Regions from separate parts of the Canis lupus genome. Here region 1 is linked to region 2. A link is a contact called in public Hi-C data. All regions are on one chromosome and are shown on one strand. The core of a region is the stretch at or near the end of the contact, and the rest is flanking DNA. Distances in the headings are between cores, read along the strand shown.

Evidence for each region. A called contact is a pair of places that touch in the nucleus more often than the background predicts.
Region 1: a contact with region 2 is called in a Hi-C map of blood, with 3 times the contacts expected there. The contact joins the promoter of XRCC4 here to the enhancer-like site in region 2. A contact is called at or near these places in 2 of 9 Hi-C or Micro-C datasets (both in blood).

What each region holds. Positions count from the first base shown.
Region 1 is chr3:24,660,531-24,667,750 of UU_Cfam_GSD_1.0, reverse strand. XRCC4 (DNA repair protein XRCC4) reads left to right here and starts at 4,296. Exons shown (of 9, transcript XM_038532412.1): 1 at 4,296-4,418. TMEM167A (protein kish-A) reads right to left here and starts at 4,272. Exons shown (of 4, transcript XM_038532415.1): 1 at 4,113-4,272. The coding sequence starts at 4,115.
Region 2 is chr3:24,473,423-24,480,482 of UU_Cfam_GSD_1.0, reverse strand. All of the region lies in intron 7 of XRCC4 (DNA repair protein XRCC4), which reads left to right. Among named protein-coding and RNA genes, the nearest start is that of VCAN, 120 kb to the right of the region's middle. Within about 2 kb of position 5,237, at least 1 of the 20 cell types and tissues checked has an H3K27ac peak or open chromatin away from gene starts, as enhancers often do. A contact at or near this core is called in blood, where this site is marked.

The DNA.
Region 1 (7,220 bases), core at 3,047-5,546, 190 kb before region 2:
CTATCATCTCCTACTCACAGACTTTCTGATATGCTTCAAATAATTACGCCACTGTACTAAATTAAACCATCCAAACAAAAAAGAAATATACTTGAGAAATCACTCTGTTTAATCATTCTTAAGTAAATCACAATTTGTTAGGCCATCTGAAATAATGAAAATAATTCAGACTTTCACCTGGCCACTGCTGCAGATGAACTAACTTATCAGTGAATAGATGGAGATTGGTTGGTGCAAAGCTTAGTGCTAAAACAAAAAAATTACTTGTGATGTTAACACATCTTTTCAAAAACTATTTTCAAGTCAATTTTAAAAGTTAGGAATATTTATTTCAGATTCAATATTTATCATTTTATCTATGAGGATACAATTTCTTGTTTTCAGTCATATCTGAATGTTAAAACTATATTCATTAAGTTTGGATATAAAGGCAAGAATTCAGTGTAAGGTTTTGTTTAAAGATTTATAAAAATAGTTTAAGAAACCATCAGAGGCATTAGGAATAGAGGGAAAAATAGGGGAAAAGATGCCAGTAGTATAATTATAGGCACAGAGAAGTAATGAGAAAGGCGCAGAAATACATGTATTTATATGCTAAAACAGTTGTCTTAAGTGCTCAGTGACTGGTTGCTAACTGTACTTAATCTACAGAAAAGACTACGGCTACAGTATTTTCATTAGTCTTGGATCACTTGAACTCCACATAGCTTATTTATTTTTAGCATTATCAAAACAAATTGCTTAACCCATTGATGAACGGTCTTCCTTATGCATATAACACCGTGTGGGAGCTTGGAATGTTGATTGCCTCTTATGAGGGAGTAATTGACATATTAAATTCCTCCAGTTTAACTGGAATTCACTTTAAAACAAGAATTTAATACCAAAGATAACTTTTAAAACCCCAAATAGTAACAATTTTACTCGTTTTAAGACTTACTGCTTTTACACATTTATCCTTCTCTGGAGGTGGAAGGAGACCCAGAAATGATATTCCTGACCTAATTGTGATAAAAATTACCCAGCACTACAAAAGTGGGTCAGCATTTTATCATTTACAAATCTAGGTCAGGCCAGCATTTTCTAACTAGTTTCTACTTGTAAACTTATACGTATCACTATTATCTTTTAATATGGGAAACATGGAAATGCAGGGATAAATGAAACCTGTATATAAATGTGCAAACAGCAAACACCCCCCCACCCCCACTTGCCCAAGATAAGTCACTTACTATTTCCATTCACACAGAATTATTGACGTTTTCTTTTGGTGTTATTAGCATCTAAGTTCAACCTTTGTTGCTTACTATAAGGGAGCACTGAAATTATACCTGATATGCAAATTATCTTGGTTTAATTTGAAACCAAAAAACTAGGATTGCCTAATGTTTTGATGTTGAAAACCTGTCTCAGTATCAGTGGCCATTAAACATTTGCATTATTTAGGAAATAATCCAGTATATAAATTTGCCTTGAATAAATCTGCACCTCTACTTATAAAAGGAGGAGCTGGATGAAATAGTCATTTGATCTTATTGGTCTTGTCTAAAAAATGTAGAGACCTTTTCTACTTACACTTTCCACTTAAAATTAAGAACTTTCAAGGCTATGAGGAAAGCTGTAGCCCAGAGTAGAAGCAACTCAGTTCTGTTCTCCACTGGCAACGTAGGTGGTCATTTGTACTTACTTTCATCTCATTGTCATGGTACGTATAATGCATTTGCTATGTTTCTGTGGCTTAGTTTCAGAACGATTTTATAGATACCAGAGATCTAAATATAAAGCAACAAGGGGATCAAAGAGTTGATAGGAGAAAGCATATATAGAACTAGGATAAGCAGTGGATTTACAAAAAGCAATAAATACTTGACATGTTCTTGATAATTTGATAAGACACAAGTATTCCAAAGGACAAAGTGCAAGTCTTATTATGAAGAAAAGTGTTCCGACCATGCAGTCGGGAACGACCAAGACTGATAAGTGGGACAAACTTCTTAATATATGGAGTCAAATGGTATGAAGCCTGGCTGTTCTTTAAGAATCACTTGAAGCTTTTAAAAACTATCAGTGCCCAGAAATTTGGACTGAACTGGTTGTGCTCCGAATTTTTTTTTTTTTTAAGATTTTATTTATTTATTCATGAGACACACAGAGGCAGAGGCAGAGGGAGAAGCAGGCTCCAAGCAGGGACCCTGATGTGGGACTTGATCCTGAATCTCCAGGATCACGCCTTGGGCTGAAGACAGGTGCTAAACCACTGAGCCACCCAGGCATCCCTGCACCTAATTTCTTAAAGCTCTTTCCACTACACATGTTGTTTTTCTTTATTGTAGCAGACAACACATGGAATTTACTGATTTAATAATCTCCCCCAGTGGACTATGAAGTCCTTAAAGGCACTGAGCATCTTTTACATGACTCTGTTTCCTTAGATGTGTAAAGTCTCTCTAGTTGCCATTAAAAGACCTGGTCTGTACTTTAGAAAACTCCAGCAAGAGAGGGAAGAAATATACGCAACAATGTATTGCTGTTTTTTTTGTGGTTAAGAGCTATGCTTGGAGGGACCCTGGAATCGTTGTATACATGAAAAGAGACTCAGAAGAAAATAGAAGGGCAGGGAAGGATTTCTGGGAAGAGGTTACCCTTAAAAAAAAAAAAAAAAAAAGAATAAGTCTTTCTTCTTTTTTAATTGAAAGAGGAACCACAATTCTCTAAGTTAAATAACAGTCCGCTAATGACACTACCGAGCGGAAGTGTACTGATCCGATTGTGTGGTAGGGAGGCAAAGGAGCTGGAGCATATTCTGGGCTAAGGAAGGCATAACCTGCCAGCAGACTCCCATTTCCTCTGTTAAGTGGTAAAGTTCTCCAGCAAAGGCAGTTTTCTATGCCCCATCTAGAACCAAAGCAGATGGGGGAAAGCAAGATACGATGAGTTTTCGATTAAATGTCTAAGTGTTTAGTGTTGGTATGGAGTTCTGCGGGAACTTCTACAAACAGAAGCTGGGTAACTCCCACCTCACAAGAGCTTTTTCCTGGCGGGGTTGGTCATGGTTGCTTTCGATACTGTGATCAAAGATCCCCATCCTTGGGGATCCTTGGGTGGCTCAGCGGTTGAGCGTCTGTCTTTGGCCCAGGGAGCGATCCTGGAGTCCCGGGATCGAGTCTCACGTTGGGCTCCCTGCATGGAGCCTGCTTCTCCTTTCTGCCTGTGTCTCTGCCTCTCTTTATGTCTATCATTCATTCATAAATAAATAAATAAATCTTTAAAAAAAAAGATCCGCATCCTTCCCCCAGAAACATGCTCATCAGTGCAACATTCGGCCTGTGGATGTGGTGGATTCACCCGGTGTAGAGGCCGCTCGCGTGTCCCCGGGCCTTCAGACACAACGTGGGAGGTTCCACTACTCCTGACACGGCATCTGTCCTCTGTCCTCGAGGCCGGGCACCATTTGCCTTTTTTTTTTTTTTTTTTTCTTTTTCTTTCTTTCTTCCCCCCTGCCTGGAGGAGATGTATGCATTTCTTTTGAAGACTTTTCACGACTCGTTTTAAATTTTCCTAAGAGGCCCCAGCTACCCATGGAATCTGCAGTGACACAACATCATACACCCACCCCTAAGCCTGGGCGGGGAAGGCCAGACCCCACCAGCACGTTCCTAGAAGGAAAACCCCTTCTGCAAGCAAAGATCGCCGACCGGGGGCCTGAGTGGTCCCCGACTCGACAGACAAAACTGGGGCGGAGGGGTGTGCAGCTCGGGGTTTCCTGGGCCACAACGCAGCCCCTGCGCCAGGCCCTGGACGAGCGCGATCTCGAGGCCTCCACGCCTCCCCAGGGTCAGGGCCCACACCGAGTCTTACGCAAACCACAGCGTTAAGGCAACCGGCGCGTTTCCTCGAAACAAATGAGAAAGGGGGGCCGTGCGGGAGGCGCCGGCACCTGCCACCGCGGGGCCTCTCGGGCGCGGGGGCACCACACGGCTCCCGGGCCTGAGCGCCTCCGAGCCCGGCGGGGTCAGGCCAGGGACGGGGCTCCCCGCCCTCCCTCCAGCCCTGGCTCGCGCCCGCGGCCCCTTCGCGAGGCTCGGCGGCGACCCCCCAGCCCCCGGTCTTACCATAGTGAGGCCGGCGGAGCCCCAGCCACATCACCCTTCCGGGCCCGGGGCGGAAGAGGCGTGCGCCCCCGCCCCGCGCCGGCCCTCAGCCCCCTCCTCTCCGCCCCTTGTCCGGTTGGGCCTGTCGCGGCACGTCCTCCACAGCCGCGCCACTCGGACGCCGCGATAGGCTCCTCACTGCCGGAAGGGGCGGGACTTAACGGACGTCACGCGCCGCGCGGACGTGGGCGGCGCTCCCATTGGCCGCCGCGGGCCGTCTGCAGGCGCGGGCCTTTCGGAGGAGGCCGGAAGTGGGGGAGCGGCGAGGTAAGGTCCGGAAGTGGGAGATGCGTGTTTCAGGGATAGGAATCTGCCGTCCTGGCCTGTTTTTGGGGTCTTGCTTCCCCCCCTCCTCTTTTTTTTTTTAACTTCGGGGTTCTAGAACTCCTCAGTGCGCGAGGTTTGCCAGCTCGGGGGAGCTCCCGGGGAGGCCTGGTTCCCCCGACCTGGGCGCACGCTGGGCACCTCAGCGTCTCCCTTCGCGCCCGGCGGATTCCTCAGGCTGCGGAGCGCCTCTGAGGGGCGCTGTGGTGGTCGTGACGCTGGGTAGGCGCTGGACCCCGGGGCTGTGACACCCTGACGCCGGCCTCCTTGCCCTCGGCGCCCTCGCTCCTTAAGCTGCCCCTGGGTTTGCTCTGGGGCCCGGAGTGTGCGAGGCCTTGGGGTAAGGCAGGGCCGTGGCGACCAGTGGAGCTGCCCTCGCTGACCTCAGTAGGCCCGTAGGTATCCGGAGGAGGGGTCCACCAGCGACAGGAACCGCAGGCCAGCTTCCTCTTCTTTTCTTTCTTTCTTTCTTTGTTTTTTTTTTTTTTTTTATATTTAATTTATTTATTCATGACAGACACAGAGAGGGGCAGAGGGAGAAGCAGGCTCTACGCAGGGAGCCCGACGCGGGACTCGATCCCGGGACCCGGGTCACGCCCTGGGCCGCAGGCAGGCGCTCTACTGCTGAGCCACCCCGGCTGCCCCTCAGCTTCCTCTTTTAATCAGTTAGTATTAGTATTAGTATTTAGCTTCTTTTAGTTTTGATGATCCCACTGGATGAGGCTTCATATTCCAGCCGCTCTGTCTTTGCAGAGACCGAATGGAGCAGCAGGTGCTCTGACGCGTCTAGTTCGCACATTTCTTGGGCCTCCCTGGAAGGCTTTTGGATCAAAGTGGCATCCTTTTTTTTTTTTTTTTTTTTAACCACCAGTCGGCCTCCCGCCTCCACCCCCCCCCCCCTTTTTTTTTTTTACTTTGCAGCTAGTGTTGATGGGTTCGTTCTTTTTCTTTTTTTCTTTTTTTTTTTTTTTAATTCACTAGTGGTCACATACATTAAAAGGCAGTGGTTTTACTTAACCGCTTGTTTTCTGTGCTCCTCAACTAGCCTCCGTAGTTGAAGTTAGGTCTTCGTGTTCTGGTGTTTGCCCTTCGCCGCCCTCTTTTTTTATATTCTTTCTCCGTGGCGTTTAGATTAAGACCCGTGTTTGACCTGCATGGTATTTCTCTTTAAGGAGTACTTCTCTCTCTCTTTTTAAAGATCTTACTTGTTCATTTGGCAGGGAGAGCACAAGCAGGGGGAGAGGGAGGCACCCCGCAAAGCCCGCTGTGGGGTGTGATCCTAGGACCCTGGGACTTAAGCCTCCCAGGCTCCCGAGAAATGCTTCTCCTAACCTTTCTCCACTTTTTTTTTTTTTAAGAATTTATTTATTCATGAGAGACAGAGAGACGCAGAGACACAGGCAGAGGGAGAAGCAGGCTCCATGCAGGGAGCCCGACGCGGGACTCGATCCCGGGACTCCAGGATCACTCCCTGGGCCGAAGGCGGCGCTAAACCGCTGAGCCACGCGGGCTGCCCCCTTTCTCCACTTTTTTTTTTTTTTTAAATTAATTAATTTATTTATTTATGATAGGCACACAGTGAGAGAGAGAGAGGCAGAGACACAGGCAGAGGGAGAAGCAGGCTCCATGCACCGGGAGCCCGACGTGGGACTCGATCCCGGGGCTCCAGGATCGCGCCCTGGGCCAAAGGCAGGCGCCAAACCGCTGCGCCACCCAGGGATCCCCCTTCCTCCACTTCTGAGCTCGTTCATTGATTGCTCTTCTGAACAAAAATCCTCTAAGGACTTTATGTTCCAAACCCCAGTTCCTCTTTTTCTATTTTCTCTTGAGATCATTCCAGAATGGCTTTTGCTCCCCCCTCCCCCCCCATCCTTTACTTTGTGTCACCAGCTGTCTCCAGGTGTTGATTATTCCCAGTCTTTGCGGTATTTGAGCCATTAGTAACCTTTGACACAGTTATCACTTCCTTGTCCATGTTGTATTTTCTTCACTGATTTCTAGGACATTGCACTCTCTTGGTTTTCCTTCTGTAACCGTCTTCCTTCTATTCTTTCTGATCTCTCATTGTTGAAGTGTTCCAGGGCTCAATCTTTGCTTCTTTTCCTCTTTCTACACTTCCTTTTGAGGATATCATCAAGTCTTAATGACTTTTTAAAATATATTTTTAAAAGATTTTATTTATTTATTTATTCATGAGAGACACAGAAAGAGGCAGAGACATAGGCAGAGAGAGAAGTAGGCTCCATGCAAGGAGCCAATGTAGGACTGGATCCCAGGACCCCGAGGTCATGATCTGAGCCAAAGGCAGATGCTCAGCCTCTGAGCCACCCAGGTGCCCCATGAATCATTTTATACAAAGTATTAATACAGGATAGCACATTATTCTTAAAAGGAAAATGGCCTCTTAGTTCCCTCCCTGAACTCCAGACTCACGTATACATTTGCCTACCTCTGCATCTCCATTTGTTTATTTAAAGTAATTGCAAACCCACATGGCACAAACTGAACTCCTTTTCCCCCAAACCTGTCCCATTCTTTTTCATCTCAGATGCTGGCTGCTCTATTCAGCCAGTTGCTCAAAGCTAAGTGTTCGGAGTCATTCTTGACTCTACTTTCTCTTATATTCCACCAAATCCATCAGCAAATCCATTGTTGACTCTCTCCATAAAATATATATAGAATTTAACCGTTTGCTACTATTTCTGCTGTTAGTACATTGATCCTCTGTTTCTGGGATGTCTGTTT
Region 2 (7,060 bases), core at 3,988-6,487:
AAGTATTCTTTTAAATAACAATGTCCAATGAATATCACAGTCTCTTCTGAATCATAGCACAACGAGAACTGATTCTCAGAATGATCACCCGAAGGAGATGTTAAATTTTGATCCACCTCCTCTATTAAGTCAGGAAAATGGAAGATTGTATTTTGCAGAAGTTTTCAGTAGCATCATTTTTCATGAGTGTCCAACTACCGAGAAACTGAACCAAAACCAATTTTACCAATTCATACCAATTTTATCCCTAAACATTCTAGTGCATTTTCTACTGAAGATTGTACATTCCTAGAGTGCAGAAACCATGTGGTCCTCATCAAGTGCTGTTATGATACCTAAATGGGCAGATGCATAATGAGTGCTTATATATGTATCTATCAATATTCATGAGGATTAAAAAGCAGGAAAATGAGTACTTATTAAAACCATAGAATTTGTCATCACATTAAAATTTATTCAAGATTAATTAGTCATTTCTATGTTCATCTCATTTAAACATGAAAAGATTTCAGTACATGAAATCACAGATCATTATTGAATTCCCATGTTAGACTTGATAGTTGCATTTTAAAGCAGGGCCAAACTTAATAAAAAAAAAATCTTTCAAGTGATCAGTAAATCTCTTAAGATTGTGGACTCTTAAGATTGACTTTTTAAGGGTCAAATGATTAAGACTGTGTGTTAATAATATATAATTGACAGGAAGTGTCAGTATCATCAGTATCATAGAAATGGTGTGATACGGTTCCCAGCCATTGTCATTTGATATTTTCTATAGTTCAGGATTTTCAAATTAAGTAAGCAGTACATGGCATTGATTGACTGTGGATGATGGGAACAAAGCCACAGTGGCAGTATCCCTCCCAACGCTGTCAAAGGACTGATTAGGCAATAGCAATCTGCATCACTGAAGTGCTTCAGCTGGGGCAGTGTCTCTATTAAGAGGCTGGAAACCCTGACTCATCTTTGTGGTTTTTTCTTCCCTCCTGAGGCACAAAATACGGAACAGAAAACAGAACATACCAAAAAAGGGGGGAAAGGAAGAAGGGAAATTTTGTAAGTCTGTAAAGCATTTCAATGTTTCACTCTTTGGTCAGACCTTATTTTTGTGGGAGTAACTGGTCAGAATTGCTTGTATTTGGAATTCCAGGCTTTTACTATGCCAGAGGGAGGAGGGAACACTTACCATCCTTCCCTCTACCCCTATTATGTGTTCTAGCCTCACTCTGGCCACATATTGGAGAGGTATAAGAGTTTTTCCCAAAGTATTTTAGTCCAGCTCACTTTATTGCTAATAGAAGAATTCTGAAAGGTTTCCAGGAATGTTTATTCTGATTTTTAATTTAATCAATTCAAACTAGTAATGTGTACTGATTTGTTCTAAAAAGTGGTTATACATTGTTTTAGCCAGTTGTTTGGAGTTGGGGGGGGGGCAGGTAAAGAGTTGTAGAGAATAAGTGATATTTCTTTCTCATATGGCCCTGCCACAGAAATTTTAAAAGATTTTTTACCACATTCAACACTGAGGGGCTACCAGCTATCCCTAATGTAACCCCCTGAATATAATAATAATTAAGCCAAGGGATGAACAAATGCCCAAAATCTATACTTTTTCAGATAAAACAGGATATGTGTGTCAGGAAAACTATAAAGAGAGCGTTTCAGTTGTTTTAAGAGAATAATAAACAGTGTCATACTCTGGAGTAGAGGGCATATTCAATCATGACTATCAAGAAGTTTTATACCACGGTGGCAATGGGCTGGAATTGTGACTGATGGAGGCAAGGCAGTATTTTAACAGAAAATGACAGATTCAGAAGCACAGAAGTAGGAAAACACAAACTGTGGGTGAGAGGCAGAAAGCAGTTCTTTTTTAGTTGCAGTATAGAACATTGTTGGAAGGTTGTAGAGAAAGTTGTAGAGAGAGTGCTTCAAAAGTAGGGTGAAAGCCAGGAGGCATTTTGTGATTGTATATACGACTCTCTACACACAAACTGTATGAGATTGGCTGCCTAGAACCATATGGAATTCCAGGCAGAAAATTCTAGATCAGATAACTTGGGAGTACTAAATAATTGAACTTTATGTTTTAACTTTTGTTAAAGGAAGTCTTTATGAAGCACGTGGTATACTCTGTGTCTTACTAAAGTATATTATCTATTCCCCTTTTTTCCAACTATATTTCATAAAGCCCTAAAAATTTGTCAAATATATTTTGGAGGACCAAGGTAGCTGGTGGTAAATAAGTGGGTCTTCCTCCCACCGCTTCTCCCTCATTCCTGCAGCAGATCAACTTTTTTATATTTTGTTTGATAGATGATTTCTACAAGATTTCATTTAAAGAAGGAGTTTCACCAATAAAATGAAATTTGGATCACTGAGAAATTCTTATGTAGTTGTATTACTATGAAAGCATTAACTCACTGTAGCAGTCCATTTATTTCAATATAATAGACATAAATATCATGGAGAGATTAATGGATGGAAGCATAGACACAAGGTGTGAGATATTTGAATGGAAAATATATGTGTGGGATTAAGTTAATATCATAGAAATTGGCGACTTTTGACCATTTGTATTTTGGAGAAAATAAAAATCTCGTTTAATATATGAATATAGGCATTTGTAAAGTAGTTTCCTGGTTTCCTGAGAAAGGCCAATGCTAAAAGTTCTCCACACTTTTGAACATGTTTTTTGTCCTTAATTCGAAAGCTCTCTTTGAGAATATTTATCTTTACATTCTAAGAAAATGTAAGTACTTATAATTATTTGGGACATTCTTTACCTAATAGGAAAAGATTCTTATTAAATATATATCTCCTAAACCTAAAAAATCAGTAAGTATATTTCTAATTGTGTTTTTAAGATGAAATGTTTCAAATTAATAAGAACTTTCATATACCATTGCTGTCATCTCTCTACAATTGGTGACTGATTTAAATACAAAGGTAAAACAGCAAATTAATAAAAATTTCAAAACTAACTTTTTGTGTTATAAGAAGTTTAGACATATTCTATAGATAGGAAATATATTCTAATGTATAAATATATTAGACCAATGGGTTGAGCACCTCAAATTTACACAATGTTATATGCCAATTCTTGGAGCTTAGTTGTATAAATTTTCTTTTGGTATATTCAGGAATGGCAAATTAGCTGTGAATGCAAAATAGATTTTCTGACCTCTGGAAGCTTACATTTCTTTCTGATGGGGATAAAGATGTGATCATATGTGAAGAAAACTACACATGGTCATAAATCTTATAGGGGTAAATGCAGCACTACAGGATTTCCCAAAATTTCCTTTAAGCTGAAGTAATGGGGGAAAGATTTTAAGAAGTAGGAAGGATTTGTGTTGGTCACTGCAATAATGAGTGAGGATTAAAGCTGTGTGGAAAGGAAGGAGGAGGCCATTCTACTTACTTGAGCAAGATAAGCAAAGGCAGGGAGGCAGTTTGGTCACTTGTTTAGATTTGATTAACTGTAGCAGGAAGCTTAGGAGAGCAGCAAGAAGAGCTAAATAGGAAGGATGGGCTAGATATGGAGAAGGTGATAAAAACTTCTATTATTTGTTGTCATGTTCTCACATTTATTATTTATTATTTATTATACCTTTCTGTGGCTGGCAGAATAATGCCTCCTCCTTTTCCTCCTCCCCTCAAAGATATCAACTTTTCCTACTGCCTGGGACCTGTGAATATGTTACCGCCATATGATGTTAGGTGGAAGAGGAGAGCATCATGTAGTAGGCTGAATTAGTTCCCGAAGATGTATCTAGGTCCTAATCTTTGGAGCCTCTGAATGTTGCTTTATATGCCAAATATATTTTATAGCTCTGATTAAATTAAGTATATTGAGATGCAGAAATTATCCTGGATTATCCAGATGAGCCCTATATGCAGGTCCAAGTATCCTTATTAGAAGGAGAAAGAGGCTCTGTGATAGAAGAAGTGTCAGAGAAGATGCTAAGCTACTGATTTTGACCATATAGGAAGGGGACATGAGTCAAAGGCTGAAAGAAATATAGATATAGACACTGAAAAAAGCAAGGAAATATATATACTCTAGGGCTTCTTTAGGGAAAATAGCTCTGTTAGCCCCTTGACTTGAGCCCCTTAAGACTCATTTCAGACTTGTGTCTCCAGAAATGTAAGAGGGTAAATTTCTATTGTGTAAGCTATCAAGTTTGTTATAATTAGCCACGGAAGATTAATATATGTAAGGCATTAGGTGCTCGTAAAGTCATTGGAAAGCCTGGATGGGGCCATGGGCTTCTAGGAATGATTAACCTTAGGCTGCTATCAGAACACAAGACTCTACTACCGTAACTCTAGTCCAGTTGCCAGGAAACTCTTTTGTGTAATAACCTCCAAATGGATGAATGATCATAGGAATATATATTCTGGTTATCACCTCTACTAGGACAACTTACTTTTTTGACACAGCAGAAAGCTAAAAAAAAAAAATAAAAAAAAAAATGGGAACTACTACAGCTACAGAAAAGCATGTTATTCTCCAGTAAGATTTTGCTGTCAGAGAGGAAAGGAAAACGATACGGTGAGTCAAGATGTCCTTTGTTGCATTTTCATTTTCCAAATATCTCAACAGTTTTACAGAAGAGACTGGGAAATAAGAGGTTTTAGCATTACAATTTTTACAGTAGTAAAAATTTAACCCAGAATGATGAGCAGAAAAATCTACAGAATTTACTGCAAAGGGTTTGAGGTTATTTATAGATCATTCTAGGCTCCATCATTCCCTATGTTTTCATAGAATTATTTTCTAAGCAATACGAATTAATAAAATTAAGTCAGTTAATGCAACAACATGAATAGAACACCTATTACTGTTTAGGGAGAATCACATAAGTTCAAATGAAATAATGTTAAAGAAAGGAAAAACTCTGCTGTTCTTACAGGGAATATGTGCTTTAATGCAAAAGGAACTGCTACCTACATATGGTTAATTTAGGATAAAGTATGTTTAGAAGTTCTGAGTGATAAAAATAAGTTGGAAATGAATTCAAGTCTCCATTTGGGAGGAGAGTTTTGAAAGAAGAGACTTTCTATGAGAAGAGTAGACAATGCATTTCTGGATGATGGAGGACACAGCTTATAGGCAGGAGGGACAACTGTCATATGAGTGATTCTGGGTGGTTGGTACACCAGTCTGTGGGGAGAGGTTTTAGTAAGGAAAGCGCTAAGGTTGATGTGGTTGCTAAGTAGCCAGGAGGCTCAAATTGAGGAACTAGTCTTTCTTAGTAAAGACGTTATGACTTAGTAAGATTGTCAGGATAAGCTCTGTGAAAGGAAGTTAGGCAACAACACTTGCAGTGTTTATTTCAGGATGCTGAGATGGCATCCAAAGGGCAAAAGACAACGCCTTTGGCAACTGTTGAGGTTTGACTGGAGAGACCGTGCTGCAGATGCACATGCAGCTCTCTTTCTGGTCTTTATAAAGTATAATGTATATAGAGAGATGGTTTAAAAAGGTAGTACTGGGATCCCTGGGTGGCGCAGCGGTTTGGCGCCTGCCTTTGGCCCAGGGCGCGATCCTGGAGACCTGGGATCGAATCCCACATCAGGCTCCCGGTGCATGGAGCCTGCTTCTCCCTCTGCCTATGTCTCTGCCTCTCTCTCTTTCTCTCTCTGTGACTATCATAAATAAATAAAAATTAAAAAAAAAAAAGGTAGTACAGAAAAGTAGAACATTGAAATCTAAAAGCCTCACCTCTGGATCTTCTGTCTAAAGATTACTTTAGATTATCTGATTCTTACGTGTCCTCTTAAAAAACCTGTCTCTAACACCAAAACCACATACATATTCATGTACAAAATGGGATCATGGCATATACACGGTACTTACCCTGTCCATTGAGTTCTTCTAATATCAACACATTCAGATCTAACCCATTCTTGGGAATGGCTCCACAGTATTTCATTGTTTTAGCTTTTCCATGACATGTGCCATCAGTCTAATGCTACAGGATTTTTATGCTCAACTTTTTTTTCCTTTTTACCTGCCTGCCCATCTCCCTTTCTGAGCTAATTTGTGCTCACTCTGCTCCAGCCACACCAGACTCCTGCACATTCTTCAAACACAAAAGTAGTAGTTCTGCTTCTGCATGAGCATTCCTCTGCCTAGAATGTTTTTCCTTTAGGTATCAGCTTGTTCCCACCTTCCACACTTTGGCTCACATTTTGACTTCTCTGGAAGACCATCTTTGATCACACTGTAATATTGTAATCCCATCCTATTCCCATTCTACTTCCTTTTCAAATTTTTCTTCATATCATACTTCACTATCTAATATATATCAATTTATTTTGTCTCTTTTTTCACTGAAATATAAATTTCATAAAGATGGCAATTTTTGTGTGTTATTTGTTGTTACAAATACCTTTATGAGTAAGGAATTGCTGGACGTCTTATGTCCAGACAAGAATATAATCTCAAAATATCATTTATTGTTTAATCACATCCATGCTCTAGATATTTCCCTTTTAATTCTCAGATATCCCCTAAGACTGTAGGCTTTCCTTTGGTAAATGTTACTTAAAGCATAACCATTGGGGTGCTTGCTGGCTCAGTCGGGAGGTATGTGACTCTTGATCTCAGAGTTGGGAGTCCAAGCCTTATGTTGGGTGTATTTATTTTATTAAATAAATAAAACTTTTTAAAAAGGCTGAAAACATAATCATAGCATATGGTAGACATCAGTTTAAAAAGAACTATATAAAATAGATAAATCCTACCTCTTGTTCTAACAAAACAATAAAATTAATGTAGTCCTCTACTTTGGTAATTATTCTTGAACACCATTTTTAGGTAATACATGGCCTGGGGAGAGAAAATCATTTGCACAAAAAGGTTCTAAATGTAAACTGAAATTGTTATGTGTAGTAGTTTAGATTCACTGTACCCAAAATGAAGAGAAATAGTTCCTAAGTAGATGATAACAGCTTTCAGTAGACAGTGTTGTTTCAAAATTCAGTAAATAATAGTTTTGAGCATCATGACTAGAATAAACCTATATGTTTCACTTCAATTTTGTACTGT